Linked DNA regions of Sus scrofa: regions 1, 2, 3, 4 and 5 are each linked to region 6. A link is a contact called in public Hi-C and HiChIP or PLAC-seq data. All regions are on one chromosome and are shown on one strand. The core of a region is the stretch at or near the end of the contact, and the rest is flanking DNA. Distances in the headings are between cores, read along the strand shown. Region 1 has its middle 84 kb from the start of KLF6. Region 2 holds the start of KLF6 (Kruppel like factor 6). Region 3 has its middle 210 kb from the start of KLF6. Region 4 has its middle 250 kb from the start of KLF6. Region 5 has its middle 16 kb from the start of KLF6. Region 6 has its middle 37 kb from the start of AKR1E2.

What was found. A called contact is a pair of places that touch in the nucleus more often than the background predicts. HiChIP or PLAC-seq counts read pairs in DNA pulled down with a chosen protein or histone mark.
Region 1: a contact with region 6 is called in an H3K27ac HiChIP or PLAC-seq map of skeletal muscle, with 7 times the contacts expected there. The contact joins two enhancer-like sites. A contact is called at or near these places in 3 of 47 Hi-C or Micro-C datasets (embryonic fibroblasts and fibroblasts) and 1 of 2 datasets of contacts at active chromatin or transcription factors (skeletal muscle).
Region 2: a contact with region 6 is called in an H3K27ac HiChIP or PLAC-seq map of skeletal muscle, with 15 times the contacts expected there. The contact joins the promoter of KLF6 here to the enhancer-like site in region 6. A contact is called at or near these places in 13 of 47 Hi-C or Micro-C datasets (alveolar macrophages, brain, embryonic fibroblasts and 9 more) and 2 of 2 datasets of contacts at active chromatin or transcription factors (alveolar macrophages and skeletal muscle).
Region 3: an H3K27ac HiChIP or PLAC-seq map of skeletal muscle shows a contact between it and region 6, with 5 times the contacts expected there. The contact joins two enhancer-like sites. A contact is called at or near these places in 5 of 47 Hi-C or Micro-C datasets (embryonic fibroblasts, fibroblasts, heart right ventricle and 1 more) and 1 of 2 datasets of contacts at active chromatin or transcription factors (skeletal muscle).
Region 4: a contact with region 6 is called in a Hi-C map of adipocytes, with 2.0 times the contacts expected there. The contact joins two enhancer-like sites. A contact is called at or near these places in 5 of 47 Hi-C or Micro-C datasets (adipocytes, embryonic fibroblasts, fibroblasts and 2 more) and 1 of 2 datasets of contacts at active chromatin or transcription factors (skeletal muscle).
Region 5: a contact with region 6 is called in a Hi-C map of skeletal muscle, with 4 times the contacts expected there. The contact joins two enhancer-like sites. A contact is called at or near these places in 8 of 47 Hi-C or Micro-C datasets (brain, heart right ventricle, mesenteric adipose tissue and 5 more) and 2 of 2 datasets of contacts at active chromatin or transcription factors (alveolar macrophages and skeletal muscle).

What each region holds. Positions count from the first base shown.
Region 1 is chr10:66,402,643-66,405,958 of Sscrofa11.1, reverse strand. No RefSeq gene overlaps it. Among named protein-coding and RNA genes, the nearest start is that of KLF6, 84 kb to the left of the region's middle. Within about 2 kb of position 2,033, at least 19 of the 83 cell types and tissues checked have an H3K27ac peak or open chromatin away from gene starts, as enhancers often do. A contact at or near this core is called in skeletal muscle, where this site is marked.
Region 2 is chr10:66,486,943-66,489,937 of Sscrofa11.1, reverse strand. It overlaps KLF6 (Kruppel like factor 6), which reads right to left and starts at 1,493. Exons shown (of 5, transcript NM_001134353.2): 1 at 1,185-1,493. The coding sequence starts at 1,286.
Region 3 is chr10:66,273,762-66,276,997 of Sscrofa11.1, reverse strand. No RefSeq gene overlaps it. Among named protein-coding and RNA genes, the nearest start is that of KLF6, 210 kb to the left of the region's middle. Within about 2 kb of position 1,532, at least 34 of the 83 cell types and tissues checked have an H3K27ac peak or open chromatin away from gene starts, as enhancers often do. A contact at or near this core is called in skeletal muscle, where this site is marked.
Region 4 is chr10:66,241,920-66,244,875 of Sscrofa11.1, reverse strand. No RefSeq gene overlaps it. Among named protein-coding and RNA genes, the nearest start is that of KLF6, 250 kb to the left of the region's middle. Within about 2 kb of position 1,330, at least 10 of the 83 cell types and tissues checked have an H3K27ac peak or open chromatin away from gene starts, as enhancers often do. A contact at or near this core is called in skeletal muscle, where this site is marked.
Region 5 is chr10:66,470,406-66,473,605 of Sscrofa11.1, reverse strand. No RefSeq gene overlaps it. Among named protein-coding and RNA genes, the nearest start is that of KLF6, 16 kb to the left of the region's middle. Within about 2 kb of position 1,360, at least 53 of the 83 cell types and tissues checked have an H3K27ac peak or open chromatin away from gene starts, as enhancers often do. A contact at or near this core is called in retroperitoneal adipose tissue and skeletal muscle, where this site is marked.
Region 6 is chr10:65,728,625-65,731,799 of Sscrofa11.1, reverse strand. No RefSeq gene overlaps it. Among named protein-coding and RNA genes, the nearest start is that of AKR1E2, 37 kb to the right of the region's middle. Within about 2 kb of position 1,714, at least 10 of the 83 cell types and tissues checked have an H3K27ac peak or open chromatin away from gene starts, as enhancers often do. A contact at or near this core is called in retroperitoneal adipose tissue and skeletal muscle, where this site is marked.

The DNA of each region.
Region 1 (3,316 bases), core at 784-3,283, 670 kb before region 6:
GATCCACGGGGTGGGGCGGGGGGGGGTCTCCCTCTGCTTGTCAGTACATTCCATGAAGCCTTACTGCACCCTGGGGGCAGAGCCACCCAGACCGTGAAACACCTTCTGTTGCAGGCTGAGTGGCCTCATTTCCAGACCCTTACCACACATGCTCAAAGCGGTTTGCTGGGTTGCCCACTTTATTTAAGCCATCATCTCACATTTCTAGACATTCCCGGAGACGCCTGTGAATTCAAGGTAGGCGAGGAACGTGGTAAATTAGAACAAGTCCACCTTTCCCTCGAAGGAGAATTTCCTGGCAAAATTGAGCCTTGGGGTCAGTTATAGTCAGGGCATTCCCAAGGCTGGATGACCTCCCAGCCTAAGTCTGCCCCCGGACACAAACCGGTCTCCCCAGACTCCCCTGCCCTGCTCCTTTTTGCTCCTGAGGCTGCTAATCATTTATTAGTCAAATATGCTTGGTAAGGAGTTCCTGCTGTGGCGCAGCAGATGAAGAATCTGACTGCAGCAGTGCAGGTCACTGCTGAGGTATGGGTTTGATCCTTGGCCCTGTGCAGTGAGTTTAAGGATCCAGCGTTTCTGCAGCTTTGGCTTAGGTTGTGGCTGTGGCTCAGATTCAATCCCTGGCCTTCCCTATGCTGTGGGCGTGGCTGAGAAAAAAATGCGTGAAGAATAACCATTGGCTATAGTCACCAAGGAGGTCAAATCACCATCCTTGACCTCAGGACCAGTCGTCGAGGACCTGATAAAGTTATCGGCTACTTCTACCCAGTCAGAGGGCTTGAGGGTGGGTGCCAGGGGGCTCCCTGCGGGCAAGGTCACAACCCACCAGCTTTGCAGCCTCTGTGCTTAGTCTCGCACCTGGCACATTGACCTCTGTGGATACACGTGACTTCAGTAAGGAGCGAATTGGAGCAACACGATAGGGAGCTATTTTCTGGGGCGCTTATCTCCGGGCATGGTGACCCTGACAGGCGACCAAAGGTACGGAGATCTGCTTAATGCACACTCTGACGGTGACAGCCGAACGGCATGGCAGGCAGCAATTTTTTACCAAGGGACAAGGGGGTGGGGTCTAGGAAAAGGGGGGTGGAAAAAAAAATTATAGAGATGGAATTGTTCCTTAAAATTATATCTTCACGTTTATTTTTGCAGGTGTCATTGTACATGTGGAACCTGAAATACTGAGTTTCTTTGTACATCAGAACTAAATATCCCGTTTTACTGCTGCATCCACTGCTGATGTCTTTGAAGCCTTGCAAGAAGAAAATCACTACCTTACGAGCAGTCTTAACTGAATCAGCTATTTTGCACCAATCAAAAATGTATCTATTTTTATCAGGATACAAAAAAAAAAAAAACCCAATACGTCTATAAGTAATACAAAGTTGAGGATACAGGTGCTAATTGATTGACATCCCCTAAGAGCACCGCCTCCCACCTCCGCACACCCTGGTCTGACGTCCAATTTTAAATTAAGACTGGTAGATAAATTCTATTTTCTGTAATTTCATTCAGCTCTAGGCCCGAGTTGTTTGGGAGCTACTGGCCTGAGGCACTAAGATTCTCATCAAAGGGACAGACTAACGAGGGTTTCTTTCCAAGATCAAAGCATGTCTTTGTTTCTGGGTGATTACTTTTCTTTTAACGGCGGTGTTTATTTTTGTACACATGGTCCTTTTTGTTTGTTATCTAAGATGTTGTGAAAATATTGCTGCCAGGACTTCAGCGCCGAGTGGGACCCTCTCGGCCTCAGTTTCTCTGGGCGTCTGTTCTGGGCTCAACTGACCTGTGGGGACGGGACTCCCCGCCCTCCCGCCTGGCCCCTGGGCCGCCTGCCACCCACCTCTTCAGCTATCAAAGGCTCTTTGGCCAGAGCGGTATGTTTTGGTTTCATCTCCAGGTACTTTGGACTCGGGAATGTTTGGCAGGAGAGAGAAAAACAGAAAAGGTCAGTTTCACTTGAGGCCCCATGATGCCAGCGGTCGTTTCCCACAAGTGACCCGGCTCTGACTCAGCTTTCACTTTTCTTGTGACGGCGTCTCTGATGGCATCCACATTCCAGATCAGCCGGCGAGGGAGCAGCGCGAATCTTGGCATCCACACGGCGGATGCTCAGCCTCCAGCCGGGCCATCTCCTGCCGCCTGTCTTTTCCCCGCAGGGGTGCAAGCTGGCAGGTAGACCCGGGGGCCCCCAGTTTTGATCTGCGTGGTATTTTTAGGGGAGAGACTGTGAGCCAACATGAAGAAAGGGGAAGAGTTGATGTACGCATCTAGTGGCTGTCTGCTGAAAGTGGTGGCCATCTAGCAAGACGAGAGCCGCATCTCCCCGAGGCTGCAGCGGGCCAGAGATGAGGGGGTAGCCCCTGCCTTTTGCAGGGGAACTGCCTTCTTCCCTTTTCCGCAGTCTCCAGCACGCCTCACAGTGGCCCCTGCTGAGGTCAGGTGATCCTTGCCAGTCACGATGGTGCTTATACGCCAGTTTTTCTTACTTCCAGCCTGCATTTCTCTCTCTATGCCTTTCTTGGCCCACGCAGGTATTTGGATTTGCAGCCTCTCCTCCACGGAGTATTTTATTCATAAAATCCCAGCTTTGGGTGCTTTGGGAGGCCATCCAGTTAAATGGCTAAGCGTATTTTATTAACCGCATTGACTTCCTTTAGGCCCTGTCACTATCACTTGGGGTTCCTCCCCTTGTCTTCTCCTGAGAATAGGCTGGTATTGTTTCCCACCGGACACAGAAGTCAGCCTGTCAAAGTCAGGCAGGGGACAGGCACAGGGGACGTCCCATTTTACGATGGACCTTTTACCTGGATGGTCTCAGGTAGCTCTCAGGACAACTCGGAAAGGACTTTTTATCACCTCTGCTTTATAGACGGAAAGGTCACGGGGGGTGAGGAGCTGGCCCAGGACAACACAGTGGGTGGGGGTGGGGTGGAGCCCAAACAGAGTCCCTCCCATCTTGCTCCCTCACAGAAGATGGTACTGCCTTGTCGAGTCCTGGGCTTGACAGTTGGAAATCTTTAATTATTGTCAGAGGAGCGCTAGAATTCCCCAGCTGGATGTCTTTAAAGACAAAGACTGTATTTTACTGTTATTATCATTACTAGGGATGTGCCCCCAGCATGTGGAAGTTTCTGGGCCAGGGATGGAACCCACACCATGGCAGTGGCAACGCCAGGTCCTTAATCTATTGTACCACCAGGAAACTCCCAAAGGTTGTATTTTAAAACAAGGCAAAGAGAAAGAGAGCTATCATGAGTGGTTTCTGGGTTTGAAAACTATTTCAATTTTCTAAGGACTGACAGTTCATATA
Region 2 (2,995 bases), core at 244-2,743, 760 kb before region 6:
AAGCTGCTTCTTTAGGAGGAAAAGCAGGGAGGGAGAGGGAGGCAGGAGAGGGCTGCCGACAATTAAGCAGGCGTGTGAAGGTTGTAACACTTTGCATTTCATCTCCCCTAAAAGCCTTCTAGGCTTTGAAACCCATGGAATATATCTGATCTGCTAATTCACTTTGTGACAAAAAGCCAACAGCCTCGTAGGGTAGAGACAACCCCAAACCTCCTTCCACCCTTTAAAGACAATGGGACAAGTGTCAGAATCTCCCTCCCTCCAGGCAATCCCAATGAATCAGAAGGGGAAAAATTAAGTTTCTCAAATGTCCAATGCCCCAAATTCCAGACCCACTAAAAAATGCCGGAAACAGGCTCTTCTTCCCAAACTCAGACTTGAAGCAATACGGACCGGCTCATTGTCATATGACTGATAAGTCACTGTTTGTGCAAACACTGTTTTTTTTTTCTTTCTTTCTTTCTTTTTTTTTTTCTTTCTCTGGTCAAAGAAAGAAACAGGTAAGAAAAACAAGGCAGATGGAGGCAAATCGTAAGGATTCCAAAGAAGGTTAAGAAATTGAAAATGGCCTGCTAGAGAAAAGGAGCTGGCGGATGTTCTGCTGGTTTAATTCTTAATTAAAAAAAAAACCAAAACAAAACAAAACCCAAAACAAAACCAAAAAACCACCTCTACATACAAACACCAAAAAGCAAAACAAAAACAAAATCCCTTAAAAACAACAACAACAACAACAACACCCTTGGCAGTCCATGCAAGTTCATATGACCAGATCCAGCTGTGGAGTCTGGAGCTGGTACAAGCACCAAACTTCTGCCAAGGGCTGGGGCCGGGATCAGGCCGCGGAGCTGGGTCTGCCCTCCGGAGCTGGTAGTTCATAAGCCCCAGAAACGGGCAAAAACACTCGGAGTGACCAAGCGCTGCTGCGCCCCACTCAAATGTCAACTCCGCTCCACGCCGTAAAGGCCTCTTTAAAGTGCCTTCCTCACCGGAGGCAGGAGAAGTACGTTTTAGGACTAATTATTTTAATTTAAAAAAATTTGCCCAAACCACTAAAAAAAAAAAAAAAAAAAAAAAAAGAAGAAGAAGAAATGCACCTCCAACCACACACCGTCCTGTCGGTGCGTGCATGCACTCCCTCCTCGGCACACCGGGGCACCTGGCCCACGAAAATTCCTATTTACCTGTTGCCAATATTCCTCCAGGGAGGGCAGCGCCGAGAAGTAACCAGTCTCGTGCACAATCTGGAGTTCCTGGAAGATGCTGCACATTGGGAGCACATCCATGTCGGGTTGGAAAAGACAGTCACTGCTGTTGTAAAAACAGGGAGGTGTGCGGTCTGGAGTCGGGAGCGCAGCAGTCGTGCCTGCAGCGCCGGGGAAGTTCATGCAAACTCAGTGCGCAGCAATTAGGCGCCGCGGGTTCGGATCCTGCCGGAGCCCGGAGACGCACTCTCGAGCCCACACAATATTTGCAAACACCGGACTGACTGCAAACGTAACCCCTGCAAAACTTCCCTATTCAAAGCTCCTCTGCCAGCCTCCCCTCCTCCCCGCCCAGCCCCCTCCTCCCCTCCCCACGTGACTCGCCCTCGCCCGCCCATCGCACCGCCCAATCACGCCGCGCCTGGCCCGGGGGCTGCGCGAAGATGATGTCAGCTTCGGCCAATGGCGGGCGGCGGCTCACAGCGGCCCCGCCTGGCGTGACCGAGCCTCTCCATCACAGCCCTCGCCATTGGCTGAATTCGAACTTCGGCCGGCTCTGATTGGAAAGCGGCTTCGCAGGCTATTTTTAGCAGGGTATATAAGGCGCGGGCCGCCGCGCGCCGGAGGAGTCGGTGCTGGGAGGTGCGCGGCCGAGCGGCTGAGTGCGCCGCTGCCGGGCCGAGGGAGCCGGGTGTCCCTTCCGTCCCGTCCCCGGTCCCCGCACCCCCGTCGTCCTGGTCCCAGTCTTCGTCCCCATCACCCGGGTTGGTCCCCGCAGCCCGGGCCCGCGCGTTCCTCACGCCGGTCATCCGGGCCCTGTCCCCTGCCCCCGGCTCAGCGGCTCAGTGCGCCGCCGCGGGGCTGAGGGGAGCCAGACGGGGTCCCTCCGCCCCTCCCCTCCAGCCTCGGGCCGACCTGCCCTTCTCTGGCCCCCGCCGTCCCTTCCTCCCTCTCGGTCCTCCCTGTATCCCCGTCTTCCGTCCCCTTCTTTCTTCCCCCTCTTCCCCGCCCTTGTCTCCTGTCACCCCTCCCCATCAGTCCCCTTCTGTACCTGCTCCATACCCCGCAGTCCTAAGTTGGCCCCTGCGACCCAGGTGTGGTGGACAGAGCATCCCCACAGGTGTGTGTGGGGGGGTGGCGGGGCAGGAAGGTGGGCAGGGAGGGGCCTGAGATGCTCCAGAGCCGCTGTGGTGCGTGCCTCTGAGCTCCCTCCTTCCGCCCCCTTCCCGTGGAAAGGACACACACTTGGGGGACCCACCTGTGCCCCCAGATGCCTGCGGAACCTGCAGGGAAAGGATCAGAATGGCTGGGGAGACCCACGTTGGACCTGCTTGTTTTGATTCTATGAGACCACATTTTTCTTTTAAAAATTTGGGCCCCTTATGAAGGGGGCAAAAAATGAGGGTGCCTTAACTGCTCTCAGAACAGCATGGTACCAGTTGCCCACATTTCAGAAATGCACTTTCCGGAGTTTGGCCCCAGACCTGCAGAATCGGAGCTGGGGGTAGGGGCTGTCCTAGCCACTGTGTTTGGAACACGCTTCCCAGGTGAATCTAAAATGTGGGAATTGGGGTCTGGAAAGTGTCCTTTTACTTGTCACCACAGGGCAGTCCTCATTTCAAGAAGGTTCCAGGACTCTCACCAAGGTTAACGACTAGACTTTTCCTTAGCGTGTAAACAGTTTAAATTAGGTTGAAGCTGACATTCAAGGTGGGTTTTTTTTTTTTAATATATGTAAATTATCTACTGAAATATCCCATGATCATTTCAAGAAAAAAATACCAAGAACA
Region 3 (3,236 bases), core at 283-2,782, 550 kb before region 6:
AGAGGCATGGGTTCAATCCCCAACCCTGCACCCTGCACCCTGCACCCTGGGTCAAGGATCCGGCATTGTTGCAGCTGGGGCTCAGATTCAGTCCCTGGCCTGGGAACTTCTATATGCTGTGGGTTTGGCCATTAAAAAAAAAAAAAATCATTCTGGCCCATCAATGATCTTCCCTCACTCCCTGGACAGGCATTTCCTGGGTGACGAAGCTGCTCAAACCATCTCTTCCCACGTCCTTCTCTTGCATCTTTATGTCCATTTACACTCTTCTTTCTCCTTGGCTTAGTCATTCATTCTGTGCCCATGTTTTATGAAATCTAAGCAACATGGATCGTAAAATGTACCGTAACATTATGAGCCACAGAGAATGAAAGAAAAAAATGCTGCCAATAAACACTGAAAACTGCCATCAATTGCCAAGATGCCTTCTGTTTTCAGAGCTGTTAAAACATGAAAAGGCATGTGTCTGGGTAAGATACAACCCGAGATATTTGGAGGTCAGAGCCATGACCCTTCCCAATCTTCCTTTCTTCAGGTACCAGACGTCTAGAGGTAGGCTGGCTGCCCCTTATCCCAGCACAGCTTGGCTCCCTCTCCCTATAAAATCGCGCTGTACCTGCCAAATCCAAGGACAGCTCCGAGGCCACCCTGCAGGGCCCTCCTGCCCAAGTCCCTTCACACGCGCGTTTTTTATGACACTTTCGTTTCTTTTCTCAGTTTGTCACGCTGCTTAATTTTCCTCCACTGACCATTGTCTGTTTTTGTTCTTCACGGTTCCCTGGGGGATGCTTGTAGGAGCCGCCAGAGCAGGCTTCTCCTAACAGCCCCGCTGGGGTCACCGTCCCCGCTGTGTCCCCATCCATCACTTCCCCTGACCGTCACTGGTATCAGGCACAGAGGGCACGTCTTCTTCCTGAGGATGTGTCCGTTCCTGGCCCCGGGTACCCTGGCCCTTGCCTGTAGCCCTTGCTCCTTTTCATCTGGAACATCCTGGGCTCAGTCCTGGGATGCTTTCCTTTGGTGACGCTGTAGCTTTAAGTGCTGCGCGTGCACACGCACACACACACACACACACACACACCCAATGCCCTGCAGACTTCCAAGTCCACACAAACAGCCCAGAGGCTCAGAACTCACTGTCTGCTCTGCAGTTCCCTGGGTTACCAGATTAGCCTCTCAAACACACAATTTTGGAAAACACCCCAATTTCCAAACTTCTCAGGAAATGAGAGCTCCCCCACCCCCGCCCGTTCCTTGGGGTTCCCTGTGACTTCCTCTCCTCACACGCCCCAGCTTCTGTTCTCCCCAGCGGCTCCCTGGACCCCAGCCCCTCTGCATCCCTGGCTGGGTGCTGGGTGGTGGACAGGCCCTCACGGGGCCCTGAATTGCTGCGTGGCCCTTCCCGTCCTTCTGGCTTTGCTCCCTCCCCACACGCTCCACCACCAGCTTGTCCTCAGCACGGAGCCCACAGCCAGCCCTTCGAAACGAAAACAGAGTGATGACACGTCCCGAGGCTTAAGCCTCTCTAGCCAGCTCCCAACCCACTCAGGGATGCCCCGGGTCCAGCGCAGACCCCAAGTTCATTGCGGCCTGTCTCTCCTGGCCCCCGGAGGCAGTCTCTCTGCCAAGAGCACCCCTCTTCCAGAGGAGCTTCTTTGCGTCCTGTTTCTCCTTAATCACCCCCCCCCCCAGTCTCAGTCCCTGACTCCAACTGTTTCTACTGTGTGCAGTGTAACAACGAACTCATCCCTCGGGGTCTTGGCTCTTATGCGAATCCTCCGTAATCTTTAACGCTCACTGATAGCTGCCTCGACTCGTTTCTCAGCCGTGTGGGGAGCAGTTCTAAATGCACATCTTTGAAAAGGATTCTGAACCGTGTCCATCAGGGGACAAAGGAAGCGTGGGGCCAGGATTCAAAACTGGGGAGGTAACACACATTTTCAAGAGGAAAATTCCACAAAGAATTTGAACTTTCAAGTTTCAGATTTCAAACCCTGGACCTCACCCAAGGTTCTGAGTAGTGAACGTGGGAAAACATCCATTGAATTTTTCTCTCCAATGACTAAAAATGTCTCATTAATTCCATGGAGACCCATCCTAATGTTTTTATTACAGCAAAGAATTTGTGAATAAAAGCTTGTGATAGAGAACATATTTGAAGACGAGAGCAACTGAAAATCAAACCACGTGAGGTTAAGTCAGAGAAAGATAAATATATGTTATCACTAATATGTGGACTCTTAAAAATGATACAAATGAACTTATTTACAGAACAGAAACACAGATGCAGAAAATAAACTTATGATTACCAAGGGGAAAGGGGCTGGGGAAGGGAAGCATTAGGAATTTGGGATTAAAATATACAACTACTAATGGAGTTCCCGTCGTGGCGCAGTGGTTAACGAATCCGACTAGGAACCATGAGGTTGCGGGTTCGGTCCCTGCCCTTGCTCAGTGGGTTAACGATCCGGCGTTGCCGTGAGCTGTGGTGTAGGTTGCAGACGCGGCTCGGATCCCACGTTGCTGTGGCTCTGGCGTAGGCCGGTGGCTACAGCTCCGATTGGACCCCTAGCCTGGGAACCTCCATATGCCGCGGGAGCGGCCCAAGAAATAGCAACAACAACAACAACAACAACAAAAAAAGACAAAAAAAAAAATACAACTACTACTATATATAAAATAGATAACCAGCCAGGACCTACTGCACAGCCCAGGAAGCCATATTCAATATCTTGTAATAACCTATCATGGAAGAGAATCTGGAAAATAATATATATGCACATAGATACGCATCAATGAATCACTTTTCTGTACACCTGCAAATAACACAATGCTGTAAATCGGCTGTGCTGCAGTAACAATTAGAAAGAAATAGAGGCATAAATACGTCCGGGTCTCGTGCTGCTCTGCGGGAACTCTCAAGTGCCCTGCAGGTGCTCTGACAGTTTGGAATAGGAAAGCCTGCCCAGGAAGAAAATTCTCCTCGGAGACCACGTTCTGTTTTCTGGTTATTTCCGAGGAATTAAAACCATTTTCCTCTCTCAGTCTATCCACTCTTGATGCAAAATGAATTTGGGTAGCCCTGGTTTAAGCGGGGGACAAACCCAGGGGTCACACAGCCTGCCAGGCAGTGTCCCGCAGGGACCCCCTGGGCTTTTCAGGAGCCAATGTCTCGGGCAGGCTGCCCAGGGCCCCTATCATCAGCCTCTCTCGGTTCTGGCCCGTGACCTTTCACA
Region 4 (2,956 bases), core at 81-2,580, 510 kb before region 6:
CGTGCCAGAAGAACAAGTGCAGATTTTCATGTACTTCTTCAATGTACAGTATCTATGGTGAGAGAGACAAGAGCACCCCGTTGGCGTATGGCCCCGAGAAGCATCGCGTGGCGCGAGCTCTGGTTAGCACAGCTAGGAAAACACGTGCAGGACCTGAGTCTCCTCTGGCAGGAAATCTCTTTTCTCTTTGGAGACTTGAAAGAATATCGTTCATGATGGATCTTTGTTCACTTTTATCAATTATTCAGTTGTTAACAAGAGTTAACGTGACTGGCTAAGGCAGGCAATTTCAAGCGCATCGGGGGTGACATAACTTACTCATTAAGAGCACTGGCTTTGAAAATTTCGACACCATTTCTCTCTCTCACTGATGAGGCATGCGTCCTGGAAGACGTCCTTGAAACGCTCTGGCATTCATTTTCCTCATCTGAAAAATGGGACAATAACTGCCCCTGCCTTAGAAGATTGTCGTGAAGAGGGCCCAGAGAAGGGGTTTGCTGAACCAATTGTTTACTGGTCTCCCACATGCTTAGAACAGGATGCAGGTGTGTTTCTTTTCAAACGTAATCAAGAGCTGTTTCCCTTCCTTTCTCTCTTTTTCCAGAACATAAATCTGCTGGGAAGCATGTCTGTCATTGTTCCCAGTGAGAGGATGGGGGGCTGTGGCCAGGGAAGGAGCAGGCAGCTGGGGTGCCCACCTGATGCTGCCATCCCCTGATTCACACATCCTGGTGCATCCTGGGTCCCCGCTGTGAGGCTTATCACTCACCCTAGAATCTGTTATCGCCTTTGACTCAACGAGAGGCTTGGCTAAGCTGGGATTTTGGCATAAAACTGTTCCTAACTTCCATCAGATTTAGGTTATGGGTGAACACATTGAAAGGAGAGCTGATTTTGTCCTCTCGCTCCTGGCTGCATCAACACGTAAGTATTCTGTTTCCACATTGTTACAATGACAAGATTTTTTAAAATTCACCCACAGAGGGAACATAATTTTCGCTGGAGTGATTTTCATATTCATAGATACTGGATAGGGTCTTTACATTAGTGTTGATATGCTCGGGACACACTGATGAGCATAGCTGTGGAAAAGCAGAAATTTTAAAGACATTGACCAAAAAATCGTGTATTTCTTGGACAGAGTGCACAGTGAATCATCCTCACATATCATTCCTTTCCTCTAAGCTAAAATCATGTGGTTAGGATTTTCCAGCGGATTCAATTATAACCTAGTTTTGGACAATAAAATGCAACAAGATGCCAGGCAAGGCAGGAGATGTAAGATGCTGACGTGCACCCTCTCTGCATTTCCCTGGTTGTCTGGGGCGTCGTCTACCTCTCCGCGCTGTCTCGGTCGGTTTGGGCTGGTTCAACAGATCACCGCAGATGGGGGCTCAAACGATAGGAGCTTATTTCCCACAGCGCAGAGGCTGGACGCCTGCAGACCCAGTGTCTGAGGGGAACCTGCACCTCCTTGTGTCTGCAGGCGGCCGGGGGAGGAGCGAGGTCTCCCTGGTCTGGTGTCTCTTCTGCGAGGGCGTGGGTCCCACTGTGAGGGCCCCACCCTCTCCACCCCATCACCTCCCAGGCCCCCGCTTCCCACCACTACACTGGGTGCCAAGAAGTCAACATCTGGATTTGGGGGGACACAGACATTCAGTCCACAGCAGCTCCTGACACTTTTCATGCACATTTTCAGAAATGTATCATGCGTACCTTTGTCTCTGAGTACAAACTCAGCATCATTCATTCATATAATATACTATTTTATGTACTAATTATTCCATGTGTGGCTACCGATCTGGAGCGACTCCCTCCAAACTTATCATCAGACGCGTCTGGACAAAATTCCACTACCCCAGTGTGCTTGTCTCATGGCAATGAGTCTAAAGGCTTCTGAAATTTTAACTCCAAAATTGGAAATTTTTAAACATAATTTACTTCGTATGAAGAGTTTCTCATTTATATCTAACTATATTGAACAAAGATATATTCCGTACAAGTACTCTTCCTGTTGGGCTTTTTTCTTTGTCAAGGGGCTTGCCCTAGGCATGTGGAACTTCCCGGGCCAGGGACTGAACCCCAGCCACAGCAGTGACAATGCTGGGCTGCAGCCTTAACTGCTAGGTCACCAGGGAATTCTTCTGGCTGACCTTTTTAACTTCAAGACTCAACATATAAAATCAATATAATTTTTAAAAATATGCTAATAATTTTCTCTAAATGGGGTTTGAACAGATTTTAAGCTTTTTTTTTTTTTGGTCTCTTTAGGGCTGCACCCATGGCATATGGAGGTTCCCAGGCTAGGGGTCTAATCAGAGCTACAGCTGCCAGCCTACACCACAGCCACAGCAACACCAGATCTGAGCCATGTTTGCCACCTACACCACAGCTCACGGCAACACCAGATCCTTAACCCACTGAGCGAGTTGAGGGATCGAACCCGCAACTTCATGCTTCCCAGTCGGATTCATTTCCGCTGCACCACAATGGGAACTCCAGATTTTAAGCTTTTTGATGACCTGATTATTATTTAAAAGCCAGGATTAGATGTTGTTGTTGTCATCTGCACAACATGTTTGCAATTATTTTTTTTCTCTATTTGACTTTGATTGGTTAAAATCCATCACCTTTCCTTCCAAGGGCCCTCCTAATGTGATTACTTAATTCTCAAATGACTTTTCTAGTTTGCTGCTTCGAATCTGTGTTAAGTAAAATCTAGATAACAGACGACAGTATCTACTTTATATTGTCTTGAAAATTATATATAAAATTTGCACATAATGCCATGAGAAGATTCTGTTTAATTACTTCTTGGTCTCCAACAATGTTAGTTGCTACCAATTAAAGGCATTAATTACCTTTTAAAGCCAATAGGTTGACTCTTCTTTTGTATCTGTTGTGTTATAATCACAAAGGCAAGAGGAAAACCTATTGCTAAGTGAAAAAGTAACAT
Region 5 (3,200 bases), core at 111-2,610, 740 kb before region 6:
CACCCCTGGGAAAACGGCTCATTCTGTCTCCCAGGAGAGCTCCTCAGAGGGGTGGTTCTGCCCATCTGTTAAGAGTAGCACCAGGAGTTCCCGTCATGGCTCAGCAGGTCAGGAACACAACAAGTGTCCATGAGGATGTGGGTTCGACCCCTGGCCTTGCTCAGTGGGCTAAGGGTCTGGTTATTGCTATGGCTGTGGCGTAGGCCAGCAGCTTCAGCTCCGATTTGATCCCTAGCCTGGAACGTCCATATGCCAGGGTGCAGCCCTAAAAAAATCACCCCCAAAGGAAAAACAAACAGCGGAAACAAGAAATAAGAGTAGCCCCATCCAGGGGCTATTGCTAGTGTTTCAGATTTGGGGTTCTGAACGGTATGCAGTCACGTTGCTCGCCTCTGGACCCTGAGCCCCCCCGGGCCCCGCCAGACAGACAAGCCAGAACTGGGCATCTTGGCAAACAACGAGCCTCTGTGTCTGTTGCGGTGGTTGTCCACACTGATGCTACTTGGGGGCCCGGTCTTCCTCGTCATCATCTACTTGGTGCTTCCTGGCTCCGAAAGGGCAGCCCCCGTCACGGCCGGGGCTTGTCCACGGTCTGGGTCCAAGTTGACCCAGTGACAGTCACCTTCAGAAGAAAAAAACAGAACAAACACACTAGAGCTTAAAAACACGGTTTCCCCTTCAGAACTGATTTTCAATCTTTTTGGGCAAAAAGAGACGTCTTACAACATTTTAATTTGTTTTTCTATGTGACATTGAGGAAATGAGATTCATGTAGTGACACGAATTACTGGGGGAAGACGGGGGTCAGGAAGAACATTCGCGTGTGAGTGTGTGTGTGTGTGTGTCCCATCCACTCCTCTATGCTCGGAATGAAATGGTTCTTGGAACCCCGGGTAGAGCCCCTCCCAGACGCACTGAAGGAAGTGCATGGCTCTGTGTGTCCCTAAGCACATTAGCAGATGTGCCTGTCCCGTCGTGGAGGGGCTGGCAGGGAGAGCTTTGGCTGCGGGTGTGGAACACACACTCGGCAGCACATGGTAAAACTTCCCTTCGTGTCACAAGGGGCAGAGCGTTTTGAGGGGCTCCTTTGGGCTTGTTCTGAGGGCCAGACGAGCTGGCAGCCGGGGAGGCTGGGGCAGGCTGGCTGCCGGGGTGATTCTACGTGGCCGTGGCCGTGCTCCGGGGATACCCGAGGAACTAGTCTTCACGCCGGGCCTGTAAGAACCAGCAGCTTTGTTGCACGCTGCAGGCTGTGAGCTTCCCAGGCGTGGTCAGCCGGCCCGGCAGGAAACACACTCACAGGCGAACAACCTTCGGCACCCACTCCCGACTTTCAGTTCTGAGGACAGTGAGTTCCCGGTACAAGGGAGTGGAAGCTGATGTCACCACAAAGCTATTGCCTTGCTTTGCAATCAGCAAGTGCGTTCAAAGTCCTCCAACGGGCGCGCACACACACACACACACACACACACACACACACACACACACACGCTGAAAAGCGTGTTTCCCAGTAGTCAGGGGCAACTTTTTATAAACAGATGTTCCGAAGGCCAAGTAAACAAAATACAAAAACATGCACGGTTCCGTTCAAGAATGCCGCCGGCAGTTACGTGTGCGCTGTGACCCTATTTTCGCTCACCGCTTTCCCGGAAGATGTTGTGAGGAATGAAATCCAAAATTAGCTCTAGGCCAAGAGTGAGTAATTTCAACAGGCACTCTGCAATGGCTTGTGCGCTTTGGAGCCATATATGGGTGAAAGTAACCATTTCAACAGGAAGCAGAAAAAAAAAATAAAAGGAAAACTTTTTGCACAAAACAGAAAAATTCTTAAACTTTCATCTGTGAAAGTGTTCAAATTCCCAAGGCGTGCGGAGTGAAACTCCAGGTAGTTTTTAAATTTGTTTTTATAAAATGTATTTGAAATGCTTCACTAACTTTCAGGGCAGAATCAGGAAACGTTGCTTCCATTAATTATTATTAAATGGTTGGCTAGCGTTTCACTTCTGTGTATGTTCTCTTTCTCATAACTAAAAACTAGTGAACATTTAATTGAATTTTGATGATAATCTTAATAGCATCATCGTACATTTACTCCTTAAAGCAATTTCATGTTTGCAAATTGCTTTTGCATTCCTTTTAGCTAGTTACATAACTTACTTGCTCAAAGAGTAAAATTAAATTCCCACTAATGGAACGGGGTTTTTGCTTTTTCAGTGTAAACACAAATGTGTCAAGCAATGTAAGGAAAATGGCTTGTTTCGATATGGATTCGCCCGTCCTTATTACTAAGTGTCTTTCGGTTTCTGTCAGACCTCAAGCTGCCTGCCTGGGCATCGGGGTGGGCATGGCAAAGGAGTTCTGAGAGAGGGCACTTCCTGGCAGGCCCTCCGTTGATTTCATCATCTAGACTCTCGCCCGCTGATCCCCGTGACAGCCAGGTCAGCATCAGGTCAGAGTCCAGAAGGGGTTCCTCTCTTGGTATTTGGAAGGACCTTGCAGGGGTCCCCCATATTTAATAATCACCTGGACGGACGCATCGATTTCCAAAGAGCATGCCACTGCGGAACAGCAGCCCAGGGGAGAAGCTCGATAAGTGCCCTCTTGACTGGGCACTGAAACTCTTAGTAAGAAACTCCTGGTGTCCAGAGCCGTAGAGGCACACTCCACTCTGGGTAAACTCTTAAAGAACGGCTACGCGTGAGAGTTATTATTATTATTATTATTATTATTAACCTTTTAAAGACATAAAACCCATCTCTCTGCAGGGCTCCTGTGCTTAGGCTCAGCCTCCAGGCGGCCAACCTCAGGGTGGGGCTGCGGTGGGAAGGCCGCGGGAGGCACAGCGAGCTGGGCTGTTGTCCTGGGGAGGTGCTGCGGGCTCCTTGCAGGCAGAGGTCGGTTATGGGACTTTAGCAGCAGATTTCAGCACCCTGCTCTTATCTCTTTGCCATCAGTTTTGTCAAAATGTTAAAAATCACCTATCTGGAGACACCGTGTGGAGGAGAGAGGGGACCTTTGTTTAGGTAGGAGCGTCCTCCTAACTCAGCCCAGCAACCTTTCCCTTTGAAGATCAGCCCCTTGCCCCCCTGGAGATGCCTCTGGGGCCGCAGTGCTGAGAGCCTCAGGAGGTTCCGAGATATTTTGAGGACTTTAACCTCCAACCGGTGTCCGCGTCCAGCCCTCCTCCTCCACCGTGGGTG
Region 6 (3,175 bases), core at 465-2,964:
CTTGGAAAGGGGTACAGACCGGAAAGCCATTTGTTTTAATGGAATCTCATGAGGAATGCGTAAAAAAGAATATGCCCTGAATATCTTCCTAATAAATCAAAACAAGGGAATCTGTATAATAGTAAATATAACTTTGAGAAAATGTAATTATCTTAATTTTTTTTAAGGACCAGCCCCAGACATTGTTTTGAGAACCACTACTTCGTATGTTCCTGTAATCCTCTAACCTCTGAAAACCATTATACATGATACATCCAAATTCTAACCATGGCATTGGTTATTCCAGTATTTTGAGAACTATTTGAAACATAAAGGTAAAGTTCCTCCATTCGTGAAATTAACGCAATCTGAAAATTCACATATTAATCCAAAAAAAGAAAAAAAGAAAGAGGTTTGATTATTGAAAATATTATAGCTTTAGAGAATGAAAATTACACTGGAGGGGTAAAATTTTTAACAGCCCACTTAAAAATGTGGAGCAAAATATTTACTTGGCTGTGAGCATCTCTGTCAGCAAACTTCTAAATGATTACCGTGTCTTACGTGCAAGATGATATTTCGGTTACAATTAAAATCATTGGTTGGATTTTAAGACGCCTCCGACTCAACCTACAAATTTGGGATTTACTAGGAAAGAATAACAAAACATCTTAAAAACTTCTTGAAGGGTTCTTTTCTTCTTATATCAAGAAGCAAAATGCACTCAGTGCCCTGTTGAGTAAGTTAAAAAGCATCCAAGACATAGGCAAATTCCCTTGATAAAAATGTTTTCTAGATTAATATTGCTATTCAAAGTCCTTTCCACATCGCTTGGATTTTTCTTTTCCTTTTAAAGCACCAAGTTTCTCCTCCTGGTTTTGGAATCCATGAACAGATCCGGTGCCATGTCACAGACACAGTCAGATCCTTTAAAACCTTTTCTCTTTCTGTTTCTTTTTTTGAGTTTCCTGTCGGCCTGACACATTGTGTTCTCACATCCCTTGGAAACCACGTGGGGAAGAAATAAAGTGCACCCCTCCGTCCACAGATAGGCAATGTTTGCTCACCGACTGGGGGAAACACAACAGGTCACTGCAATTGGCTATATATGGTCATTCAGTCACACGGAGCAAGGGACGAGGCCAGGACACAGGAAACACCTGTGGAAAAGGACTCCGAATAATGGGCCCTTTTGCAGTTTAACTGTTCACAAAGCACAGAAATACCAAATACCAGCAACATGTTGGCCAATGTTATTTAAAACGGGCTCCCTGCAAAGACAGGGGAGCAGGTGCAAGACTTGCCTCTCAAAAACGTTCTGTTTTGGAGTTCCTGTGGCTCAGCCAAAACGAATCCAACTAGCAGGCAAGAGGATGCCAGCTGGATCCCTGGCCTCGCTCTGTGGGTTAAGGATCCGGTGTTGCCTGTGAGCTGTGGTGTAGGTCGCAGTCTCAGCTTGGGTCCTTCGTTGCTGTGGCATAGGCCAGGGGCTACAGCTCTGATTGGACCCCAGCCTGGGAACCTCCATATGCCGCAGGTGCAGCCCTAAAAAGCCACACACACCAAAAAAAAAAAAACGTGCTTTTTCTTTAGCACCAAGTCTTGCACGTTGTAGCACTACCCACGGTAAAAGCAATGAAAAGTCTTCAGGGCAGACACTAAAACTGTCTTTCAGGGATGTCCTTTCCTGAAACCTGGAAGATGTGGAAACAAGGAACTTGTGCCTGAGGATGTAGCTCCATCTACAGGACGTGGGAGGTAGGACAAGGTCCATGTAAACAAATTCTCCGGCCACACGCGGATATTAAGGTTGTGTTTTGCTTCTGATAAATGAGCTTTTTCACTGAGAAGAAAGGAACGTGAAACGAGGGGTGACGTGCACGTGGGCCATTCATTCCTGAGGCTTTGATCGACTTAGTTTTTATTCTCTTCTTTGTAAATTAAAAAAAAAAAAAAAGTCCATGTAAGCTCATCTTTGGTTTAAAAGAAAAGGCAGTTCTGGTTGGGGATGTAGATGGCGGGGGCGGCTAGGCATTTGGGAAGCCGAGGGCATATGGGAAATATTTGTACCTTCCTCTCCATTTTGTTGTAAACCTAAAACGGCTCTAAAAAGTGCTCTTTTACATAAGAGAACAGACTTGTGGTTGCCAAGGGGAAGCCGGGAGCGAGGAGGAGTTTGCGGTTAGCAGATAAAACTAGTACATGTAGAATGGATGAGCAATGAGGTCCTACTGTACAGGACAGGAACCATATCCCGACTCTTGGGATAAAACATGCTGGAAAATAACACAGGAAAGGGAATGTATATATATACGTATGTATACATATATGCCTGGGCCACTTCGCTATACAGCAGAGACTGGTACAACATTGTAAATCAACCATATTTTAATTAAAAATAAATATAATAACAAATAGGGGTTTTGTTTTGTTTTGTTTCTTAGGGCCGCACCCATAGCATATGGGCCTATGGAAGTTCCCAGGCTAGGAATCGAATAGGAGCTGCATCTGCCGGCCTAGGCCACAGCCACGGCAAGACCAGATCTGAGCCATGTCTGCAACCTACACCACACCTCACAGCAACGCCAGATCCTTAATCCACAGAGAGAGGCCAGGAATGGAACCTCATCCTTATGGATACAAGTCAGGTTCTTTACTGATGAGCCACAAGGGGAACAATAAATCGTTTTTTTAAAACACAAAACCTCAGGCAGAGTCCACTCAGGGAGCACTGAATTCTTTTAGAAAATGGTATGGAGGTACCTCAGGAAACTAAACATAGAACTACCATATAATCCAGCAATTCCACTGCTGGGCATATATCTGGACAAAAGTTTCACTGAAAAAGATACACGCATCCCTGTGTTCATAGCAGCACTATTCACAATAGCCAAGACATGGAAACAACCTCAATGTCTATTGACAGATGAGTAGATTAAGAACATGCAGTACATATACATGGTGGAATATTACTCAGTCATAAAAAAGACAAACAAATGCCATCTTCAGCAACATGGATGGATCTAGAGACTCATTCTAAGTGAAGTCAGAAAGAGAAAGACAAATACCATATGGTATCGCTTGTTTGTGGAATCTACAATATGGCTCAGATAATCCTCTCCAAAAAACAAAAACAAAAAAACAAACACAAAAAACAGAAACAGATCATGGCCAAGAAGAGCAGACTTGGGGTTCC